6 separate regions of the Mus musculus genome follow, and all the other regions are linked to region 3. Evidence: chromatin contacts called from public Hi-C and promoter capture Hi-C data. All regions are on one chromosome and are shown on one strand. Each heading gives the region's core, a stretch centred on a gene start, on an enhancer-like site or on the middle of the called end of the contact. The rest is flanking DNA. Distances are from core to core; before and after follow the strand shown.

The links. Promoter capture Hi-C pulls out the DNA fragments that hold promoters and counts their contacts. Hi-C and Micro-C count contacts between places; a contact is called where the count stands out from the background. Capture Hi-C pulls out chosen DNA fragments and counts their contacts.
Region 1: a promoter capture Hi-C map of liver shows a contact between it and region 3. The contact joins the promoter of Cdk16 here to the promoter of Jade3 in region 3. A contact is called at or near these places in 2 of 39 promoter capture datasets (erythroid cells and liver), 1 of 115 datasets of contacts at active chromatin or transcription factors (effector CD8 T cells) and 1 of 9 other capture datasets (liver).
Region 2: a contact with region 3 is called in a promoter capture Hi-C map of the SN4741 cell line, with 4 times the contacts expected there. The contact joins the promoter of Syn1 here to the promoter of Jade3 in region 3. A contact is called at or near these places in 4 of 39 promoter capture datasets (the SN4741 cell line, hematopoietic stem and progenitor cells and liver).
Region 4: a contact with region 3 is called in a promoter capture Hi-C map of pre-B cells. The contact joins the promoter of Chst7 here to the promoter of Jade3 in region 3. A contact is called at or near these places in 6 of 39 promoter capture datasets (the C10 cell line, cranial neural crest, hippocampal neurons and 2 more), 1 of 484 Hi-C or Micro-C datasets (embryonic stem cells), 2 of 115 datasets of contacts at active chromatin or transcription factors (astrocytes and neural progenitor cells) and 1 of 9 other capture datasets (adipose tissue).
Region 5: a promoter capture Hi-C map of cranial neural crest shows a contact between it and region 3. The contact joins the promoter of Timp1 here to the promoter of Jade3 in region 3. A contact is called at or near these places in 2 of 39 promoter capture datasets (cranial neural crest and liver).
Region 6: a Hi-C map of CD8 T cells shows a contact between it and region 3, with 7 times the contacts expected there. The contact joins the promoter of Araf here to the promoter of Jade3 in region 3. A contact is called at or near these places in 1 of 484 Hi-C or Micro-C datasets (CD8 T cells), 1 of 115 datasets of contacts at active chromatin or transcription factors (memory CD8 T cells) and 1 of 9 other capture datasets (adipose tissue).

Annotation. Positions count from the first base shown.
Region 1 is chrX:20,686,246-20,690,218 of GRCm38.p6, reverse strand. It overlaps Cdk16 (cyclin-dependent kinase 16), which reads right to left and starts at 1,793. Exons shown (of 16, transcript NM_011049.5): 1 at 1,413-1,793.
Region 2 is chrX:20,919,470-20,923,179 of GRCm38.p6, reverse strand. It overlaps Syn1 (synapsin I), which reads left to right and starts at 2,262. Exons shown (of 13, transcript NM_013680.4): 1 at 2,262-2,767. The coding sequence starts at 2,391.
Region 3 is chrX:20,423,549-20,427,156 of GRCm38.p6, reverse strand. Jade3 (jade family PHD finger 3) reads right to left here and starts at 1,469. Exons shown (of 13, transcript NM_199317.2): 1 at 1,327-1,469.
Region 4 is chrX:20,057,710-20,061,442 of GRCm38.p6, reverse strand. It overlaps Chst7 (carbohydrate (N-acetylglucosamino) sulfotransferase 7), which reads right to left and starts at 1,873. Exons shown (of 2, transcript NM_021715.1): 1 at 235-1,873. The coding sequence starts at 1,727. The coding sequence ends at 273.
Region 5 is chrX:20,867,726-20,871,677 of GRCm38.p6, reverse strand. It overlaps Timp1 (tissue inhibitor of metalloproteinase 1), which reads right to left and starts at 1,512. Exons shown (of 6, transcript NM_011593.2): 1 at 1,354-1,512; 2 at 516-644. The coding sequence starts at 639. The region is part of intron 5 of Syn1 (synapsin I); the gene reads left to right.
Region 6 is chrX:20,846,135-20,849,873 of GRCm38.p6, reverse strand. It overlaps Araf (Araf proto-oncogene, serine/threonine kinase), which reads right to left and starts at 1,331. Exons shown (of 16, transcript NM_009703.2): 1 at 1,255-1,331.

The sequences.
Region 1 (3,973 bases), core at 544-3,043, 260 kb before region 3:
CACTTTGGCACACCAGTACCTACTCCTATTCCCTGCTTCAACCAACCACTCCTACCACCATTTCTCTGGTTCACAATTGATTTCCTTCATAGCTCTGTTCCTTTCATTATCCACTAGATTCTCCACCCCTCACCCCCAAAAAAACTCTACTTCTGAAGCACTCCTCAAATCAGCACACTTCAGTGGCCCATGGAGAGAAAAAAGGCGTTTTGATGTACATCAGCATATTTTACTTTGTGCTCTTCCCCTAATAGCGTGCATACATTTAAGTGTCTGTATCTATCTAACCCCACAGCAGCAGCCTTTACAACAGTGGTTCTCAACCTTCCCAATGCTGTGACCCTTTACTACAGTTCCTCATGTTGTGGTGTCCCCCAACCATAAAGTTCTTTTTGTTGCTACTTCATAACTGTACTTTTGCTGTGATGAATTATCATGTAAATGTCTGATATGCAGGATATTTGACATTCGACCTCTAAGTTGAGAACCAGTGCTCTAGAACTTCATATATAGTATTGCCCCCACGCTTTCTGGAAGCCTTTATGGACATCCACTCACACCTCATCTTGACCCTTAGTGTGCAAAGCTCTTTATACTTCCTTTACTGACAATCTCCCGTACACATGTACGCACACACCTAAAACCCAGTAGTACAGGCCTTTCCCCATCCTCTCCCATTACACACACTCTCAGGTCCTTCAAAAGCTCTGCCTTCACTGGCATATACTGATCTCACCCTACCTTTATTACATCTACATACCCTCATCTCCAGGACCCTCCATTACCTCCTCTATGAGCACACCCTGGACCCAGAGAAGCTGCCACCCTCAACTCCGTGGATAAACACAGTATTAACACTATCCTGACCCTCATCACCACACACTCGGAACTATGCGTCTATCAGCACACCTTCTGGTAGTACCTCTACCACCCTTTCTCCATTTACACTGGGCCTCTCTGTAGCTCCAACTTCCACTAGAATGTTTTGGAACTGTCTTTACTTCAAACCCTGTTATACCCCATCACGTCCCTCATGGTCCTGCAACCCCTTTCCATAAGCACACTGGGCCTGAAGTCGTAAGGCTTTTTATTACATGTTCCTAGCCCTTTAGCAACTCCGAGAATCTCACTGTATCAATCCATTCCCATAACGCTAGTCCTTTAATCACCCTTCTCCCACTTAGCATCCACAGCACTTCCCATCCTCAGCTCCCAGGACAGGGGCCCAGGGCGGGGCCAAGGTCAGGGAGGCCCCAAATGACCCCCCAGTGCATTCTGGGAAACTCGAGGGGGAGGGGGCACCTGACAGACAAGCTGCCCAGAACCCCTTGGTCTTGTTCCAGCACTGCCTAGGGTCCGGCTGGCTCTCTAGGAAGAGCAGCCCCCACCCTAAGTATCGAGGACACGCTCACCGGAGGGGGCGCGCGAGTAACCTCAGAGCCGCGGGGCCGGCGCGGTGGCGCCTGGGGCGGCGGCCCGGGATGAGGCCGCGCGACCTCCTTTTCCTCCAGTTCGCCGCAGGCGCCCGTCCCAGTAGTCTTCGGCCATGGCTGCTGGGCCCGGGCCGCCGCCGGCTGAGGAGGAAGAGGCGGCGGCGGCGGCGGCGGCTGAGGCGGCGGCGGCGTCCCGCTCAGCCGGCCATGAGCTTGGCCACTGCGGGCGATGCCCCCGTGCTCGCAAGCGCCCGCTGGAATCCGGGTGTTCACGGCGGCTCGTGACTCACAGCAGACAGCTAGCGGAGACGCAGCATATCCCAGAGCCCCCCAGCCAGCGGCCCAACAGCCGCGCGCGCCGCGCTCCGCGCATGCGCACGCACACGCTGGGGGTGGGGTGTGAAGCAGGAAGGAGGAGACTCACCTCGGACTGCGTGTACCAAAAGAGCCTTCTGCAGCGGGAGGGGGTGCGGCCATTGCGTGCCCAGCAGGGAATGTGGCGTTGGCCCTGGAACGGCGCCAGGGGGATTTAGAGAGGGGTTAATAGTTTTGATCTTGCTAGAAATTTACTAGCATCGAGGTGAGCAGCAGCCAGTAGCCAGGCGTGCCAGTCACCACCTTCTTTCCCTACAGTCTCATTTGGTACATCCCCATGGTGGTAAACGGGACTTTTGCAAGGAGAAAAAGAACAGGTGAGCGAAGCAGTTCCAGTCCTTTGTGGTGCCTCGGGAGGCAAGAATTTAAAGGCTGGAAATGACTTTCTAGGAGAGGTGGCCTGGATTACCACCTTAGCTAGGACAATCTAGCCCCGCCCTGCCACCCACCCTCTACCACTAGTTTGTTACCCACTGTGAAACGTATGTGGCCCCACCCTTTTGAAAAAGCTGACGCTCAGCCAATCAAATTTGCTCCCTGCGTCAGGGCTGAGCAAGAATGAAGGGCGTGGCAAAGCTGAAGAAGCATGATCTAGCTTTCTCTTCAGCTTGCCTCCTCCTCTGTACGGTTTTTTATTGGTTTTCGGGCTCGCCTTTTTGTTCTGAGCGCTTCTCAGGAGATCGCTGAATATCCCGTAAGATAATTGGTCCAAAGGCCACTCAGTCAGCCGGTTCCCTCCTTTAACCATTCCCACATTCTCCTGCAGCTTCTTGGTGTGGTGAAACCTAGGCTGAGAAGGAAAGGCCTTTTTAGAGGGGGCAGACTCCACTAAGGCGCAGGTTTGGAACTTTGGCTTGGGCGGAGCTTCTTGCTGCCTCACTCTAATATTCGCGTACAAGCTCCTCTAATTAGGCTTTCTTTACACCTTTCAATTACCTCATCTTGTCCTCTACAGTCTTACTTAACTAGGTTCTGTTACACGGCCAACATTGCCAGGCATACCTCTCATTCTTCTCTGTAGAAAATGACACGATTTCCCGTATCTATCCCAAACAGTTCTGCAGACTTCCTGAGACTTCTTACACTGGCCCCAGGAATTTCCTTGCCTCTTCTGGGCTTCCTTTGGTTGGCCTTCTTTCCCAGTCACGATTTTCAAGCAAGGGCCATTGATTGGCAAGTACTTCTTCAGCCATGAAAGTCGTCCTTGCTAGGATAGACATCGGGTCTATCATTTAACAGACTTAATCTCCTTTCCTCTCACAACAGGAGAATATCCTAGTTCTTGAATATAGCAGGCATTTGTGTCTCTGAGACTTCATACTCGCTGTTGTTGTGCCTGGAATTCACTTGCCCCATATCTACACTTATTTCTTTCTGGTGCAGTTCCATTATTCCAAATCCCCACTTGGCTTTATGCCTTTTGAAAGGGGGGCTTTTAAAATTTGATGTTTATTTGCATTGTTAAAGTCTATTCCCAGCCTTGTGTGTGCTTCCATGCTGAGCTAATAATACCCAGACCTGGTCAACATTTTGTTGTTCTGTTTTCAGACAGTCTTTTGCAGCCCAGTCTCATCTTGAATTCAGTGTAGTCAAGAATGATATTGAAGTCTGGATTCTTCCTGCATCCACCACCCAAGTGCTGGTGTTATAGGCATGTGCCACACACCTGGTTTTATTTGCATTCTACCAACTGAGCTACATCTCCAGCCCATTTGCATTTGTGCCAGGCTCATTGATCAACTTTTAAACAATGAAAAAAATAAATGAATGGGATTGGGTCTGGAGAAATGGCTCAGTGGTTACAGACATTTGCTGCTCCCCAGAGTTTGGTTCTCAGCATACACATCAAGTGGTTCACACTGTATCTCCAGTTCCTTCTTTAGTTGTTGTGGTTTTTTCGAGACAGGGTTTCTCTGTATAGCCCTGGCTGTCCTGGAACTCACTCTGTAGACTAGGCTGGCTTCAAACTCAGAAATCTGCCTGCCTCTGCCTCTCAAGTGCTGGGATTAAAGGAGTGTGCCACCACCGCCCGGCTTCCAGGAGAAGTTTTATAAAACATGACATTAAGTGGATAAACATAAATGGACACAAATGTTTCATTTTACATTTTCCCCTTTTCTCATCAGAGTATTACTTTCTATAGTTATCACTTTGGCCAATAGTAT
Region 2 (3,710 bases), core at 1,013-3,512, 500 kb before region 3:
CAAAATGAGCAGGCAGGTTTCTGATGGGGCTACAGCACTTGCAAAAGCACAGAGGTTATGCCTCTCCTTCCTCATTTAAAGATTAAAAAAAAAAAACTTTCAGAAAGATTAACTCACTTTCCCAACCATATTGTGGAGGCTGGTCTTGAACTAAGCTATGTGACTCCAGATACCACACTATTATTGCTGTGTTTAACAAACTGTTGATTTCATAAATAAGGAATGAGCAAGTGGCCAGAGTTGGTAATGAACACCGGGAATCTCATTAATGTAGGGGCTGAGACCAGGCTAACTTGGGCTGCACAGCAAGATCTGGTTTTAAAAGAAATGAATAAGTAGGTGATTCTAAAATCTTTCAGGCAAGAAACTTCTGCCACTTGTTCCACTGTCATTGCTCACTGGGGTCAATGATGTACCCAATCATTTTGGCCCTATTCCTTACTAAAATCTCACTCCAGTTTGTTGTGAAGACACTGGCACTAGCTGTTTCATCTTCCTGCCTCATATACCAATCACAGCAAACATTATTCTTGGGAGATTATTTGAAGTTCATAAATTCTCCTAATTCCTAATTTGCAAAGTAGAAATATTATCTGTAGATCAGATTGTTGGATAAGCCAAGGTACATTTAAACAAATAACTATGCATTTGCAATTTTGTTATAGCCAGACTCTTACAAGTTGACATAATGGCTTCTACATCTTATTACTGCCTGAATTACTGTTTTAGGTCTATTGCTGTGAAGAGGTACCATCACCAAGGCAGTTCTCATTAAAAAAAAAAAAACATTTAATTGGGAGCTTTCTTACAGTTTCAGAGATGAGTAAATTATTACCATAATCAGGAGTGTTGTGGCAGACACAGGCTTGATGCTGGAGCCATAGCTGAGAGCTATATGCTGATCCACAGACAACAGACACAGACAGACAGACAGACAGACAGACAGACAGACTGACTGGCTGGCTGGCTGGCTGGCTGGCTGGCTCTGGGCTTGGCATGGACTTTTGAACCCCCAAAACCCACCCCAGTGACGTGCTTTCTCCAACAAGGCCACACATTCTAATCCTTTTAATCTTTCCAAACAGCACCAGTCCCTGGTGACTAAGCATTCAAATATATGAGCCTTCTTATTCAGACCACCAAAATTACTTTATTTTTCCACATGAAAGTATTATGTGGCTTCCTGTCTGCAAAGAGGAAGACATCCATGAACACTAATGACACTGGGTTTGGGCTATGTCCGGAGCAGAGGAATGAGGCCATGTAGACTAAATATGTGCATGTGGAGGAGGCTGAAAACACATCAGAGCTAGCGCTGCAGGAAATGCTTCTGCATTGCATACCCAGAGTTTCCTTGCTCATCTGGGAGTCTGTGTTTTTCCTAGATGTGTGCACTTGTGTGAGATTCTCTGGGTGTGAGTCAAAGTGTTATCTGAATGTGTAATGTGTGCTCAATATGCTCATGTGTGTTACCCTGAGCTTCTGTGTCTACATATATACCTGGATGCCTGTGTGTTCTGTGATGTACATATATATTCTGTCTTTCCTTCCTTTTCTATTTGTGTTATTCCATGTGTTCTTTCAGATTCTCACCACCAAGGGCAAGGATATGTTAACTACCCAAGTGTCCACCTCCGCCTGTCTGGTGATGTTTACGCCACCCCCGTGCTCTTTTCTTTGCCCGACAGAGTTGTTATAGGAGATGTCTCCCCGGGAACACTGCAGGAAGGAGAATTTCTACATTTATGTTCCCCTCTGAGTGTGCTTCTATCCCCAAAATGCCTTCAAAGGTGAAAATCAACACTGGAAACCCAAGTATCTGGGAAGGGCAAGAGTGTGTAAGTGCAAGTTAGCCTAAGGAATAGGAAGAGGTTGGTAAACAGGGTAGGATCGTGGGAGGGAGTTTCGTTACTACAGGTCCGGACCCTCAGGACAAGAACCCCACCCCCACTCCCCAAATTGCGCATCCCCCGCCCCCATCAGAGGGGGAGGGGAAGAGGTTGCGGCGCGGCGCATGCGCACTGTCGGATTCAGCACCGCGGTCAGAGCCTTCGCCTCCGCTGCCGGCGCGCACCACCACCTCCCCAGCACCAAAGGCTGACTGACGTCACTCACTAGCCCTCCCCAAACTCCCCTTCCTCGCCGCCTTGGTCGCGTCCATGCTGCCGTGAGTCCAGTCGGACCGCACCACGAGAGGTGCAAGATAGGGAGGTGCGGGCGCGACCATACGCTCTGCGGCGGCAGAGCCTCGGCGCTGCCTCAGTCTGCAGCGGGCAGCAGAGGAGTCGCGTCGTGCCAGAGAGCACCGCCGTGCTCCTGAGCCCCTCGCGCTCCGCCCCCGCGGCCCACAGACCCACTGCCCCTTGGATCCCCTGCCCCACGCCGCCACCATGAACTACCTGCGGCGCCGCCTGTCGGACAGCAACTTCATGGCCAATCTGCCGAATGGGTACATGACAGACCTGCAGCGCCCGCAACCGCCCCCGCCGCCTCCCTCGGCCGCCAGCCCTGGGGCCACGCCCGGCTCCGCGACAGCCTCTGCCGAGAGGGCCTCCACAGCTGCTCCAGTGGCTTCTCCAGCAGCCCCTAGTCCTGGGTCCTCGGGGGGCGGCGGCTTCTTCTCGTCGCTGTCTAACGCGGTCAAGCAAACCACAGCAGCCGCAGCCGCCACCTTCAGCGAGCAGGTGGGCGGTGGCTCTGGGGGCGCAGGCCGCGGGGGCGCCGCCGCCAGGGTGCTGCTGGTCATCGACGAACCGCACACCGACTGGTAAGCCGCTGTTGCGCCTCCTCGAGGGCCTGGGTACCCAGATGTTTCTACAGTGAATGAGCTATTATCGAGCGCCACTTGTGCGCCTGATATCTGGCCCCCTCGCCCAGTTCCTTCCTTTTAATGATTTGTGCTCAGCTCTCCCTTTAAGCCCCACTTTTACCTCCCCCAAACTAAAATGGGTACAAGGAGCAATTATCTGTTGCCTCTTCTTATTACTCATTCCCAAAAGCTTTTGGCTTCAATATATGCAGAAAGCTTTCAAGGGCCAAATGTGCCCTACCTCCTCTGTCCAGCTCTTGCCTGGAAGGTCTCATTCCCTAATGAGTCTTGTAAGCATTAGCACCTGCATTATACCTCACTGCAGAGCCCTTCCCTGGAAGTCTTTGGCTCTAAGGACTTCCTTGAGCATGTTTTGAGAGCCTGATTCACGCAGTTACCCTCACCCCTTGCCCAAAGGCCATCTCTCTAATGGATCTTGTGAACGTGTATCCAATTGATGCTATATGTCCCACCCCAGAGCCCTCATCAAAGACCTTTCAAACTTGTCTGTAAGCAGTGATTGAATGTGTCTGTTGTGTATTCCACCTCATTTTCTCATCACAAGCTCTGACTCTAATGGATCCTATGAACCTTGACTGAATGCCAAGTCCAGGTACGTGCTCTGAAGGGACCCATTTTCTCTGAAGGATCTAAGAGGCATTAAATGCTTAACATGTACTATTCCTAAACCTGCCTCAAACAAATCATTTTCCAAGCATGAATTCTGTGAGGGTTTTCAAGCTTTCTATGTGTGACTCATTACCAGTCTCTCCTCAATGACCTTTTCCTATAATGACTCTACAAGACATTTATTGAGTGCTTTCTGAATCTCCTGTTCTCCAGACACTTTTCCAAAGGTCTTTGGTGGATCCATTCAATATTGATTAGTTCCCTAAAATGA
Region 3 (3,608 bases), core at 220-2,719:
TACTTTTCAGAGTTTTGAGAGGAGCAGTTATCTTTATCTGACTGAACGCAGGGAATGAGGTCACCTTTTCCTCTAGGACACTGAAATCTCTGTCACCATGGTTTTTATTTCTTATACAATCAAACTGTGGCGGGTGGAGGGTGAGGTTCTCATCCTCAGCCTTACAGTTAAGTGCATCTCACAAGGCGGGGTTGGTCGACCCTTGTGCACATCTTTCCTTGTGACTCAACGCCAGTGGAGTGGTCAAACAAGTTTCTTGTGAAAGCCCTACAAGGTACGTATGTCCTAGGGCTGCAAAGAGATAAACTCTTAAGTGTATCTTCACATGCCACCATTAAGGACACTCACTAAAGAGTCCCCCCCCCCCACACTTTCTTCCCACCCCACTTTCTTCCTTACAAATAATGAACGCTGTTTGCCCTGTGTAATTTAAAGCCCAATTCCACCAAAACTCTGCTCCGAAAAGCAGGAGGAAAAGGCTGGGAGGATTAAAAAAATAAAATAAAATAAAATCGATGTGGCTCCCTCAGAGGAGCTGGAGAAAAGTTAACAACTATGCCCGGTGGCAGAAAAATCTCCCCTTAATTGGCATATCCCTGGCGATTTTCCCACCCCTAGACCTCAGGGCGATTGCGGGCTTCGAACACTCACTGCGTCCTAACAATGACTGGAGAAAGGAAAGTTCGAGGACGGAAGGGCACCCGCACTCCCACTAGGTTGGCATTTCAGCTCTCAGAGTGCCTGGTTGCTCCCCACACTGCCCGTCTTGCCCTCTCCGGACCCTCAGTATCTTCCCGCTCCGCAAGGCTCAAACAGCCAGGGTGCGCCCTCTCGCTGCTCGGACCCGGCAGCCACAGGCAGCAGAAAGAGCATGCCCTCTAGCCCCGAGGTCTGGCCCCAAGAGTCCCTGATAGCACAGGACAAGCACGGAAAGGGGCACCCGGAGGGGACTCCGAAGGGAACGGCCGCCACAGTTATGGCGCTCAACGCCTCCGGAGGTGTCCGGGAGGCTGTAGCCCAGCTCGTGTGTCCGTGTCCGCGCGCCCCCCCCCAACCCCCCGCCCGGGCCACCGGGCACAGCGCGCCACCAGCAGCGGGGCGACTGGGCACTTTACCTCAGCCCACACACGCTCTGTGTTCCGGGGCTCTCGGGGGGACCCCGGGGCAACCGCTACGTGGAGCTGGAGCGACCCCGAGGGTGGCAAGGCCGGGACCCCAAGCTCCACGCCGCTCGCGTCCCACTCCTCGAGGCCGCCACTCCCGCCACTAAACCCGCACTACGCCCACAACCTCGCTGGTGCCGAGGCCACCCTCGAGAGCGCCTACCTCCGGCGCAGCGTCTCGCTCCGCTCCTTCCTCGCCGCACACTGAGGGCCCCCTCAACGTGCCGGGCGAGTCTGGCTAGGGTGGTAACCGCCCCCTAGCCGCCTGCTTTCTTCTCTTCCCTCCCTCGCACCTGCCCCCTAATCTCACCCCGCCCTCCTGGCCGGGCCTTCCGAGGAGCCGAGGGGGCCGCCCCCTAGCGCTCTGCTCCCGCCCCCGGCCCTGGCCGCCTGGCCCTTCAGGCCTCAGCTCTGGACAGGCTGCTGGGCGGCGGCGGCAGCCGAGGCGGCGCGGAGCACTATTGTATTCCTGACACTGTGCGCTCCCACGCTCCGCCTCTTCCCTTTCCTTCCTCATCACTGCAACTCCCCGCCCCACCCCCCCCCACCTCCCCCCACCCCCGCCGGCTGCGCTCGCCCTACCCGGCTGACTCCCCGCCGTCTGCTCGCCGCGCGATCTTCTGGCGGGCTGGGCGCCGTCACGAGCGCCACCGGCTTCGAGGCTCCACCCACCTCAAGCTCCCGCACGCGCGGCGCGGCGCTTCAGGTGGGTTCTCCTCCCCTCCTGCTGCGCGCGCTGCTGCCCTGAGGCGTCCCAGCCCTGCTAGGCGCTTGGGCCAGCGAGGTGCACTGGCTCCTGCTCCGGCAAAGTCCAGCCTGAGCTTTCCCACCCTCCTGACTCGATTGTAAAGTTCTACGAGTGCAATTCGTCCCTAAACTCTAAGACGACCATTATTTCTGACGTTTAGACTTGAAGCATGGATAAATAATAAAAGCCAGGAGGCAATTGACAACACATTAATCCAGTTGTGAGCAAAAATGCTTTATGATGGGGTGGGACTTCTTGATTTCTTTTTCTTTTTTTCTGATGTCGACTTAGCCTACAGCTCCCAGTTATTCAAACCCTCGTCCAGGTGTTCCTGGGGAGATATTTTGGTACTATAATTAAAGATCGGTTGACTTAAAAGTAGGGGTCGCCGTCTTGGATAGTTTAGGTAGGCCTATCAGAATTATTTGGAAAAAAAACTTTAAACTAGGGCTGAGACAGACAGAGAGGGTTGGATAGAGAATGTAAAACTGGTGTACAGAGCGAGTTCCACTACAGCCAGGGTTATACAGAGAAACACAAACAAACAAGAAAAAGTTCACCATGAATGCCTGCTTTGGTCTATTCTATGCCCCTGCGTTCCAGCTCCCTGGTCATCTGCCCTGCAACTTTTTGTTTTGCTTAGCCATTGTCACAATTATGGAAGACAATAGCGTCAAATAAATAAGGGAGACATGATGTATAGTAGTAATATATAAAACAAGTGTACATAATTTACTACTGGTTCCTGGACCTTTGAAATACAGATGCTTGAAAACAACTTTTTTTAATTTACCTTGCTAGAATTGAAAATGCATCATTCACAATTATGATGAATTAATATAGTTATTTTCACTTATATTTCTAGGTTTAAACAGAAATGTGAGCTCTTGTATTTTGTCTGTTTTTCATATTGTAGATATGATTCTACTTTATTTTATGTAAGTCTATGAGTGGTAAAATATTTAGTCCACAATTACTGTTACAGTTGAATTATTTAAAAATAAAAATTCATGTGGGCAGTGGTGGCACACGCCTTTAATCCCAGCACTTGGGAGGCAGAGGCAGGCAGATTTCTGAGTTCGAGGCCAGCCTGGTCTACAGAGTGAGTTCCAGGACAGCCAGGGCTACACAGAGAAACCCTATCTCAGAAAACCAAAAAATAAAACAATAAAAAAAATAATAAAAATTCCACAGTCATAAAAATTCAAAGGGGTCCCATGCATCTTTCTAAGTACTTCTCAAGTTTTCTCCCAATAGTAACCTTATATAACTATATCAAAACCAAGATAGTGGCACTTGTCCAATCTGAAAAGCTCATTCAAATTTCATCAACTTCACAAGCATCCATTTCTGAGTCTGAATATATAAGTTCTACACAATTGTATCACCTGTGAGTTTCCTATGACCAACACAACAGCTCAAAGATTCCCCCTGGTACCCTTTATTAACATTCACATTTTAAGAGTTTGTCCATTGAAGGATATTTGGGCTGTTTACAACAAACTTTGCCTCCTAGGCCATGGAGATAGCTCAGTAGGTAAAAGCACTAGCAACCAAGCCTGATGACTTGATTTTGGTCCCTTAAGTTTGGAAAGAAAGAAATGAGTCTTGAAAACTGTCCACATAGGTCACACGCAGACACAGACAGACACACACACACACAGACACACACACACACATGTACGGGCACCTTTTTG
Region 4 (3,733 bases), core at 624-3,123, 370 kb after region 3:
ACCTTTACACAACTTCTCTCACTTCCAAGACCTCCTCTGAGAAGGTAAGGAACGAACTCACTGAAGCACCTCAAATCTATCAAACAAGACATGATCTTGGATGTGATCTGATAGCTTGTGATTCAGGACAGCATTGACCCCTCTAACCACCCTTCAACTCCCCTCCCCGAACCCCGCTGGTTGTTTCAGGATTCCCCCTCCCCAAATACTGTTCCTTATACTGTGTCACTTTACCTGAATACGCCCCGGGGCAGGGTTCAGGGATCAGGGTATTACACAGCCCAATTGGCCTTGGTCTCCAGTGGTGTCTCCCCTTCCCTGACGGTCTTCCTGTCGCGTTCGTCCCCACTTCGAGGGTAGGCAAGCAGACGCATGGCAGGGGCGCAGGCGGTTTCCACTTGGCGCACCTGCTCTTGGCTCAGACGTTCGCGCCAGGCGTGCACAGCCTCTCGGGCGTCCCGCGCAGACAAGTGGAAGGGACGATCGGCGCCGTAGGCCGAGCCCCGCGTCATATTGAATGCGAAGGCATCAAGCGCGGCGAGTGTCCGCAACCCAGAGAAGCGCAGCAGGCGGCGCAGCTGGGCTTGGGGCTGCCACACCAGGTCCTCATAACGCAGCCGCAGGTAGCGACGCCTCAGCCAGGCGGGCGCGCCGCGGGTGAATAGCAGGTCGCGAAGCCACGCTTCACAGATCACCTCAAGCGCGCTGGTTAAGAAGAAATCAGCGCGTGGCGCCGAGGGCAGAGCCCGGGCCTGGCCTCCCGGACGGGCATCCACTCCATGCGCCAGCAGCACCCGGTGGAAGTGGTCGCCCCTCTGGCGCGTGCGCAGCACCTGGATGCTTTCGCGCAGCAGTCCCTGCCTCGACTTGAGGCGCGAGTTGTGCACGGCCCGAGGGTCTCGGAAGAGTTGCACCACCTTTAGGTTGAGGCCTGGGTCACGCAGCAGAGGGACCAGCACTCCCAGGTCCAGTAGCCGCACGTCTTTGATGACCACCACCGGGTACTTGCGGCACTCGGCCTCCAGGGCGCGGAGCGAAACGGGCGGGCAGGTACTTTCGCAGGCTTTGTCCTCGACGAGTCCCACGTCCGCGCGTGCCCGGGGCGCGGCGGGGCACAGAGGCGGCGAGCAGATGACCTTGTTGGTCCGCCAGCGGAAAAGCATGGCCGTGGTGAGGTTGGCCGAGTCCGGTGCTCGCTCCCCAGGGTCCCCAGGCTGCGCGTACAGGCGCAGCACAGAGAAATCACAGCGGAAGAGGGAGCGCAGCATGTCTCTTAGTGCGCCCTGCAGGCTCTCCGCGTCGCCCGGATACAGTGCCTGCCACAGATGCCACATGGGCTCGTACAAGTAGAAAACGTCCGGGTGCTGGTTGAAGAGTTCGCCCAAGAAGGACGAGCCGGTGCGCCAGGTGGCATGCACATAGATGTGTTGCTTTTCCTGGGTCACCGCCTCACCGACGGCGCTGAGGTTGCCGGGGGACCCGGGGGATCGATCCGGGTTTCCTTCGGCCAGGGACCGCACCTCAGCGCCCTGCTCACGTTCCCCGGCCGCCGCCGCCTCCAGGCTCCACACACCCAAGCTGCGCTGCAGGCCGGGGCAGTTCCTGCCCTTGTCCTGCTCGCTGTGGCTGTCCAGTACAGAGGGGACAAGAAGTAGCAAAAGCGTGTACAGCGCCAAGAGCAGCGTGAACTTGCAATACTCTCGGCGCCGCCGCCGCCGGCCCTTCATAGTTCACCGAATCCTCACTCTCCCCACCCAGAGCAGAGTAGGCGCCTGCTGGTTCTGTCCAGAAAACCCAGCCCAAAGTCCTCGGCTCCGGCCTCTTCGGGTCTCCCTCAATGTTGGGTGGAGCGGAGTGGAGCAGCCGGGCGGTGTATCCACTACAGGAAACTTGGGAGGCAGTGGTGGCGGCACACTCAGCCTCCTTCTTGGCTCAGCCTCTTGAGAGCGCTCATTGGCCGGTTCAGCAGCTGCAGGCCCTGCCCATGGTACCCGAAACTTCTCCCCGCCCACTTACGCTCTGCTCCTGGGTTTGCTCAACGCCGGGCTAGAGCTGGACAGGGCTGCCACAGGGCAGGGACACCCTCTGGGGTGCACTGAGTGTACTCCACCTTTCCCTAACTCCTTCAAAACGAATTTAAGTTTGCTAACCAACCAACTTCAGGCAAGGGAGAGTCACAATGTGTACAGAAGGCATCCAGTGACTGGACATGATTCCCCACCTGGAGAATGACACTTTTTTTCTTCCTGTTTTGGTCCCAGCAGAATCCAGAAGAGGGCACTGGATCACCAGAAACAAGAGTTGCAGATGGGTGTAATCAGAGCTATAGGTGTTTCAAACCAAACTTGGGTCTCCAGTAAGTGGTCTTAATCACTGAACTAATTCTCCAGCCCTTCTCTTGTATTCCTTATATATGAAAACTATTTATTTTGTATTTGTCAATCATTGTTTCTTGCCCACAATTCTCACACTTTCCAGCCACTTGTATATATATTCTTTATTTCTGATCCACCTTGCCCACTCCCTTTACATTTTTCTCAAATCTTCGTGTTCATCTAAAAGACTATGGGCAATTCTCTCTCTCTCTCTCTCTCTCTCAAATTATATTCGTGTGTGTGTGTGTGTGTGTGTGTGTGTGTGTGTGCGTGCGTGCCTGTGTGCCTGTGTGTGCACATGTATGGAGGTCAGAGGACAACATGAGGGAGTTGGTTCTCTTCTCTCATCTTGCATGTCCTGGAGACTGGCGATTGAACTCAGGTTGCTAGGATCAGCTCTAGGCAAGTGCTCTCACTGAGCCATCTTACTGGTCCTGTGCCATTATTTTAATAACACTCATGGCAATAAACTAAACTTCCTTGCCTTCTGTCATTCATTACTCCCCTAGAAAAGCCATTCTTTCCCAAACCCACAAACACAATTGCAAAACATTCCATAAAGGACATGTTTACACCAAGAGAAATTTAACACCATTAACCTCAGACATCCTGTCAATTCCAAATCTCAAGCCTCTAGGACTATTCAAAATTCTCTGCTCTTCTCCAACCAGGGGTACCACTGCACTCCTTTCCCAACAGTGTCATTACTTGCTACTTTTTTGTCAGAAGAAACCATGTTGAACCTCTTCATTTTCCATCAGTAACATTCACTCACTTATGTATTAATCTCCTTTGTAGCAAGGATACTATTTTGCAACATAAAATTAATAGCTTCCATTATATTTTTCCTTTTCCCTTTTTAAGCAAAAAAGGTTGCTCTGGGCTCACTTGGGGAGAAATATATGGCTGAGCAGAATGTAAATAACTTCTGTTGTTAGTTATAAAAACCTCAAGCCCAGTAATGGAGACAATAAAATTACAATTATCCTCCTCCAACTGTCCCTTTTGGCTTTATCTTCCAACACTAACTCTGAGATGGGAGAGGGACCTGGAGTCACAGCTCAGTTGATAGATAGTTGTGTGCCTCTGTGGGCCCATAGTGAGATATCCCTTCCTCCACTGAGGTACCAGCTGTACAATGGTATAGTATAGAATAGAGTTTATTCACGGCATGGGGAGGGTAGCTGAGAGGGTAGTAGAGACAGAGAAAGGCAGAGCAAGAGAAGAGACGAGTAGAGACTGGTCGTGAGCATGTGGAAGGGGGGAGGGGAATGGGGAGAGAGGGAAAAGAGGGTAAGGGTTAGCAAGGGCAGGAGAGAAAGAGAGAGGATGGGGCAAGTAGCTCCTTTTATAATGAG
Region 5 (3,952 bases), core at 263-2,762, 440 kb before region 3:
TCTTTTTAATGGATTTAGCCTGAATCCTCTTGCCTTTGATATTTCTTCTCAATGGTTTCCCATTCACCAACTCCCAAACTGTTCCTTGGCCATTGAGTTCCATTTGCCCATGTAATGTTGAGAGTTAATCTATCTCCCCCCACCACCCCCATCTCTTGGCAAATTCTAATTGTCATGGTCCTGAATGAAGTCTGCCTGCCTGTGTCCTAAGAAGTGCCATTAACAGCATATGTAACAAAGGTTCAGGAGTACTATGTGGCTGGCATTAAATTTAAAATTAAATAAAAGTAGGCAAGCACCTCAGTAAGATGACTTTTAAGGCAGCCACCCATGTAGATAACTACAGAAAAGCATGTACATAGTACTGGGAGCAGCCAGCACAAAGGTAGGCTTAGGCCCAAGGATGTCAGTGTGGCAAAAGCAGATGTATGGAAGGGTAAGTAGAACTGTCCTAGAGACAACTGCCATAATGAACCCTATTGGATTAAGAGGGACAGAAAGGGGGCCAGACTCACCCAGGTCCGAGTTGCAGAAGGCTGTCTGTGGGTGGGGTGGGGCACAGCTACAGGCCTTACTGGAAGCTATCAGTGATAGCAACAAGAGGATGCCAGATGCCAGAGATGCAAAGGGGGCCATCATGGTATCTGCTGGTAAAGAGTAGGTGTTAATAGGTTCCCAGACCAACGGCTTACATGGCCATTGGTCCTAGGGAGATTTGGGACCTCTTTAGGTTAGAGAATGGAGTTGTGGCAGTTGGTGAATAAGGGAGCGGAGAACGTTGAGAATTTAACAGAATTGGGAAAATCTGACATTTGTGTAGTGATGAATTTGGAGTTTGGGAAACTGGAGAAATATAATGAGGAATTAGGGCTATTAAAATATAATGGGCTGAGGATTTCAGAGATATTGGGGGGTTAGAACAGGTTTGGGGTTTTAGGGAGCTGGAGAAAATGGGGGTTAAGGGTCTTGGGGAATTTGGAGGTTTACGACAATGGTAATGCTTGAGGAATTTGTAGGCAGAAGAACTGTTGAAGTTCCATGAACCAGACATGGCAAAGAGAACAGGGGAGTTACCAGGAACCATAAGGATTGAGGGACAGGCAAGTTGGGAAGTCTTCAAGGTATTAAAGGCTTGTGGGTTTGGAGCACTTAGCAAAGGCATGAAGGAGTCTGGAGAGTCCAGCTTGGGACGATCATTCCAGGCCCTCTCCCGTTATATTCCTCTTTAGCTAACTAGGGATCCTGATACCTGCAAGCCACGTGAGCAGTTAGTCTGGCAAGGGCTGCATGAGCCGCACCAACACAGGCTCCAGGCAAGCCCCAGTTCTGCCAGGACACCCGGCTCCCACTTACCTCTGGTGTGTCTCTAGGAGCCCCGATCTGCGATGATGGCGGCAGGGGCTGCACAGTGGAGAATAAATGTCCATGCGAAGGGCGGAGTTGGCGGGGAAATCACTGCCTCCAGGCTTCCTGGACGCATTACTCATCCACCCACCGCTGGAGTCAAAGCCTAGGGGCGGGCCCCAGGATAAACCCAAAGATACTCCCTCCTCTGCCAGCCAGCCCACTGCGCCCCCTTCCCCCAGCTCCACGTCATGCACAGTCCTTCCTGGCGGCCTTGAAGGGCAGAAGAGAGAGCGCCTAAAGCTTTGTGCCTCTCAGGTTTCCCATATTCCCCAAACTTCCTGTGGCTGAAGCCAATAACTTCTTTCTCACGCCTTTCATCTACTATGTAACAATCTCACAAGAAAGGCATTCCTGTGGATCTGAAATTCTGGTGAGGGGTGTCAGAGGGTGACAAACTAGAAAAGCAGTTGAGGGACATGACATGGGAGAAGAGGCACAAATACATAGTGGGGAAATTGATACACTGGATAAGTCTATGACTTATCCAAGATAGCAGTTGAGTCTGGCAGAACTGGGAGGGAACCGAGGCTGCTTGCAGACAGAGCCTAGGTACCCCAAACCTTGCTGTGGCTGCACACACCGGTGAGGCTATTTGAAGATATCATCAGCTACAAGAGACCCTGTCTTAAACAGAAACAAGACCAAACAGGCAAATAACTGAAGTAAAGATCTTTGTTAGTGTCACAGGACAAAACAGGGATTTAAACCTAGGCTTCCTGACCCTGGAGTCCTAACTCAGGCAGGACACAATCTTGACAAGCAGGGAATGGTGTGGTGAGCATGGGTGGTGGTGGTGGTGGTGACTGATGGTAAAAGAAGTTAGTGAGTCAGTAGAAAAACCATCCCTACTCCATCCTGCCCTGCCCCTTCCCCCACCAACCAGCCCACACCCCTTGTGGGGATGGGATGAGGCAACTGCTGCCCACCAGCTTCCTGATGATGCAGGAGTATTCCCTGGGGTCCTGTGGAAGGGTTCTATGGACTGATTAGCATCTTCAATTAATATAGGGAGGAAAGACCAATAATAATGACAATGGTTGTAATCGCAGCAGGCAAGCTGATCCAGAGAATTAGAGGGTACATAGTCTATACAGTGAGTTCCAGGACAGCCAGCGATACATAGTGAGAACCTGTGACAGAGATAGAGAGAGAGACAGAGAGAATATGGTAGTGGTGATCACAGCTACTTACTGAATGCTTACTGTACATCATTACTAAGGTTATTATGTAAATTTACTTTAGCTAATTCAATTTTATTAACTTAGGTAAATTGGTTCAGAAACCACAGGACACAAAAACCTCCTGCCAGCACTCAACAGGGTACTATGTACAATACACTGTTTTAAAAGGTTTTTTTTTACACTGTGTGTGTGTGTGTGTGTGTGTGTGTGTGTGTGTGTGTGTGTGTGTGTGTGTGTGTGTGTGTTTGTGCCATGACATGCTTGCATTGCTTAAAGGACAACTTGCAGGGGCCAATCCTCTCCTTCCCTGTGGGTTCTAGGGCTCAAACTCAGGTTATCAGGCATGGAGGCAGCAAGCACCTTTATCTGATGGGCCATATTGCCAGCTCAGAAATTTTGTTTGTTTGTTTGCCATTGTCCTCCTTGTTCCTTAATGTTATTTAATGAAGAGGTATTAAATCAATAACAACAATAATAGTAACCAACTCTTTGAAGATTCAGGTTTACTATATGTGTATACTAAGATTTTCTTTTCTCTGAAATAATTGACTTATTCTTCCCAACATATCTGTGAGGTATGATTCATATTTTTACTATTTAGTAAGAAAACAGAGACAGAAAGGAATCAAATGGCCTGTCCAGGAAAGATGGTGAAGAAATTACTGTGGTGGTGGGAGGAGGTACAGAGAAAAGGAGAAAGGGAAGGAGACCAAAATTTTCAACCATCTGATTGTGAAAGTGAGGAGAAAGTGAGACAGGGGGCTGAGTAACTAGGCGGCAGGACTGAGGAGACGTAAAGACAGGGAAAGTCCTGTCTCGCCTCTTCTATGAGCCAGCTTCTGACGACAGCTCTTTAACTATGAAACCTGAGTCAGCACAGTTTTGCCAGCTGTTTACATTAAGGATTCAGATTATTGTACAGGTTTGAAATGGAGTGGGGTGGACATTACAGAGGGATGTTTAGCCTGTGACTATCTGCTAAACTGGATAGGTGTGAGGTTCCCATAGTGATCTGCTGTCATGTGTAAATACCTGATGATACCCAGAGTATTAAGTGCGAGAGCTTGATTATTTCCCTCTGGAAACTGAGGCCCAGTAAGACAGTACCTACCTGGGATTTTTTAATGGCCTTGGGAAGAATAAAGGCCAAGATAGCAGGCTAAAGCTCCCCAGGAAGTCCCAAGGCCCCTGTATGCACATATGGCAGGCACACACTTAGATGCACCCACAGTGTTCAAGCTCATGAACAGAGGAAGCAAAGTAAGTTTGGGAAAATGATCCACAATGCTCAGCAGATGGGAATAGATATTCTTGTATATGAACAGCTCTGTCATGTATCTGTGCCGCAAGGGGTGGCTTATGTC
Region 6 (3,739 bases), core at 82-2,581, 420 kb before region 3:
AGAGTGGCAGAGGACATATAAAATTCCATCTCCAAGTTCCCACTGTTCCCTAAATCCCACTTTTTATGAACCAGCCCAATGATACTAACCCTTCTCTGCTGAGAATCTCCTATTGCTTATGTCATAGTTGAGTACCAAGATCTGAGACTCACTGCAGTGAGGAGACAGTGCACACGGTTCTGGACAGTGCAGAACACATGACTCTCTAGAGATTAATGGGGAAGCCATTATGTACTGCACTGAAAAATCACAGGTCTCAGGCACACAATGGAAATAAACAGGCTGTCTTAGCTTCAGAGAATGGGTAATCAGACACAGACAGGGGACAGGAAAATGGAGGATCATCAGACCTTGTTTTTAGATTGAAGGAAATGAAGACAGTACCAATGACCTTAAAAGGCACTGTGGGTATTCCAGAGCATAAGCTATAAGGCTAATGGTAGAATCAAAGGTACTGTCAGGTAGCTAATAGAGGTCACCAGACCCTCTAGAGTCCACAGAGGTTCGCCATACCCTAGACTAAAGAGAGATGTAATAAGAGTCACTACAGACTGTGAAAAACAGCTGGATAACAGACCACATTACACACTAAATCAAATGCAGTGGCAATGATGGCTCATCAGAAAACACTATCAAGAGGAAAGGCAAAGGAAGACAATGGTATCCAGATGAAGAAGATGGAGGTGAGGTTGGGGGAAGGGTTTCCAAAAACTGTACCTGATAACTACTGGGGGTCACAAACAGATTACTGGTGTAAACGCACTGTGAAATCATGGAAAGGGATTAGGGTGAACTAGGGATAATGAGGTAATCGTCAGACATCTTCCTAGGTGGCGTAGAATATGAAGGGCAATAAGGAACCATGGGAGAGAGCTGCATCTCCTGGACGTCGTGAGGAAACGTCATTAGACATTTTAAGGGGTTTAAGAATTCACCTTGGAATTTCGCACCCAAGCCCCAGACCCCAGACCCAATTTGGCTCCGTCCCGCCCTCCCCAAGGGCTTCAAGCTCTGTGCAGGTGCACTGCCACGCGCAGCAAGCGAAACCACCACTGCAGCCTGCAGGCCGACTCCTCCATCCACTCCCACGGTCGATGACGACGGTCTCGCCCTGGTCAAACCACTCCTTTGGTTCCGGGCGGGAGAACGCTGAGATTCAGACGGAAGCATCTTGGAGCTGAGCTTTCGGTCTGGACTTCATACCCGGGTCCCGCAGCCGCTCCAAAACCCGAACCCTACCGGGCCTGCCCTCACCTGTCACACCGCTACCACCACCACCGCCTCCATCTTGGGCTTGTCTTCTTGTTTCCTCTCAGTCCACCGCCACCGTCCCTAGGCTTTTTGCTATTGGCTCGCTGTGACTCGTCTCTCCATTCTTATTGGAGGATGATCATGCCCATCAAGACAGGGCCAGCGGAATGTGGGTCGTGTTCCGGATTAGGAGGGGTGGGCTCAAATGGCTGTCTCTAGGGCAAATTCGCCTGTCCTGATTGGCGCGCAGGCGCAGTCAGGGCGACTACTGCGTTTTAAGGACTTTAACCCTAACCGTGCTATAGAATAAAGAAGCTTGTCTTTTTTTGGTGTGCGTGTCAGAGGCACGACTCCATTTCAGTTTTGTATTTTCTGGCCATTTAAGACTGATCTGAGCAAGAGAAACCCTTAAATGCAATTTGGCCAGTAGTGTAAAGCACATTTTAAAGGACTATTCATATATCTTAATTTGATGGTCTTTAAAACAGGGTGGACTCAGACTAAATGATGTTCAGTATTTACCAGCTCTAAGAAACTGTAGTCATAACTTTTGCTAATTAGCGGATCCGTGCTGGAGGTCTGGCTCTAGGGAGGGAGGAAAGGGGTTGAGGAATTTGAAAGACAGACCACAGCTGGCTAGGTGAAGAAGGGAGTGTTGTTCTGGAATGCAATCCTGTGGCAGCCATTTGTGGACATATTTTAGGATGAATATAATTCTTAAACTGAATTTACCCAGGCATCAGAATAAGAAAAGGCACAGACACACACATGTGTATGTACCTACATTCTTTTTTTGGAGCATTTCCTTCAGAAAACTTTTATTTTCTCTGTCTATTGGAGATAGATAGATAGATAGATAGATAGATAAATCTTCCTTAAAAGCTTAGTTCTAGGGTTGTAGCTCAACAAGAGAATGAACCACAAAGCCCTGAGTTAAATTCTCAGCACCCTGCCCCTCCCCAAAGAGTATGGCAGTCTCTTGCCAGTTTTACAACCACAGAAAATTTTCCTAAAGGCCTTGAAACCATCTCTTTCAAATGTAACAACACCCCTATCTCCCTGTCTGATGCAAACTTCCTCTATGTGTCCAGCTCAAAGTTGTTCCTTCTTTCTTCTAAGATATGAGTCTTGGTTTTCCTTTGGATATAGTTAAGTAACAGATGGCCACCCTGACTACTAGATGAATTTAAGAGAAACTCTGTGTCCCAAATGGTACCGTCACGTTTTCTTACTTCAAAACGAGCTAGTAGTTATTTTGAGAACCTGTATGTAATGGGCTGAGTCTGTTGGTTCTATAAAAAGATAAGATTTCTTTCTTTAAGTTCTTTGCAAAAACAGGACAAGAAATAATTTGAAAATCAATCAATCATGAATCCAACAACATCATTTCTAAGTGTTTACTCTAGAGAAATGAAAACATATACCCACATGGTATGCTGGTAAATGTTAACAACCAGCTTTTCAAAAAGAAAACAATTGTAATTTGTAACATTTGTCAGTTGTGGTATAAAGATTCCTACAGTGGATGTTTCAAACTACCAATATGACATCACTGAACCAGAATTAAGAAAGGCCCTAAATTGGCTATGGTGAGCCAACCACAGCCCATTACATATCCACACTAAAACATGTATGCACATATTCAGATTAGCTTTATTCATATTAGGAAATGTAAAAACTAAAAACAAAAAAATACTAGAAACAGCCTTGGTATCCAACAAAAGAATAGACCATGAACTATGACAACGTCACATAATAGAACACTCAGCAATCACAACTATAGAACAGCATAGATGAATTTCCTAGACCTAAGTTTAAAAGAAGGAAAAAAAACCAGGAACTAAAGAGTAATACTATAGTTTTCATTACTATAGTTTTCAATGGAATTCTAAGCCAGGAAAAACCAGTTTATAGTGAAAGAAATCAAACTAGCTACCATTTGGGGAAAGAGTAAAGAGAATATTACTATGGTGTGGATGTGGTCTGTTCTTGTCAAAATTCATGGTGGAATTTTGGTAGCCAGTGCATGGATACTGATAGGTGGGGCCTTTCAGGGGATTGACATCATCCGTGCAAGACTGGATTAGTTCTTGCAGCAATGGATTAGTTCCTGCTCTTCAAACTGACTTATTGGGTTCTAGGGAGACGGCTCAAGTTGGTAAAGTAAGTGTTTCAGGTACTTTCCACATAAAAATAAACCAAGTGTGGTGATCTGTGTTTGTAATGCCAGTGAGAGGAGGAAACAGCAAGATCCCTGAGACTGGCTGCCAGCAAGTCTAGCTGAGTCAATGAGCTCCAGGCCAATGAAGAGGCTCTGTCTCAACAATCAAGGTGAATGAAATCTAGCAAGATGGTTCAGTGGTTAAAGGTGCTTGTGTTGCAGACCAGCTAACCTGAGTTTGATCCCTGGAACCCACAAAAAGGCAAAAGGAAAAATTGACTCCACAAAATTGTCTTTTAACCTCCACATATATACTATAGCACTTGT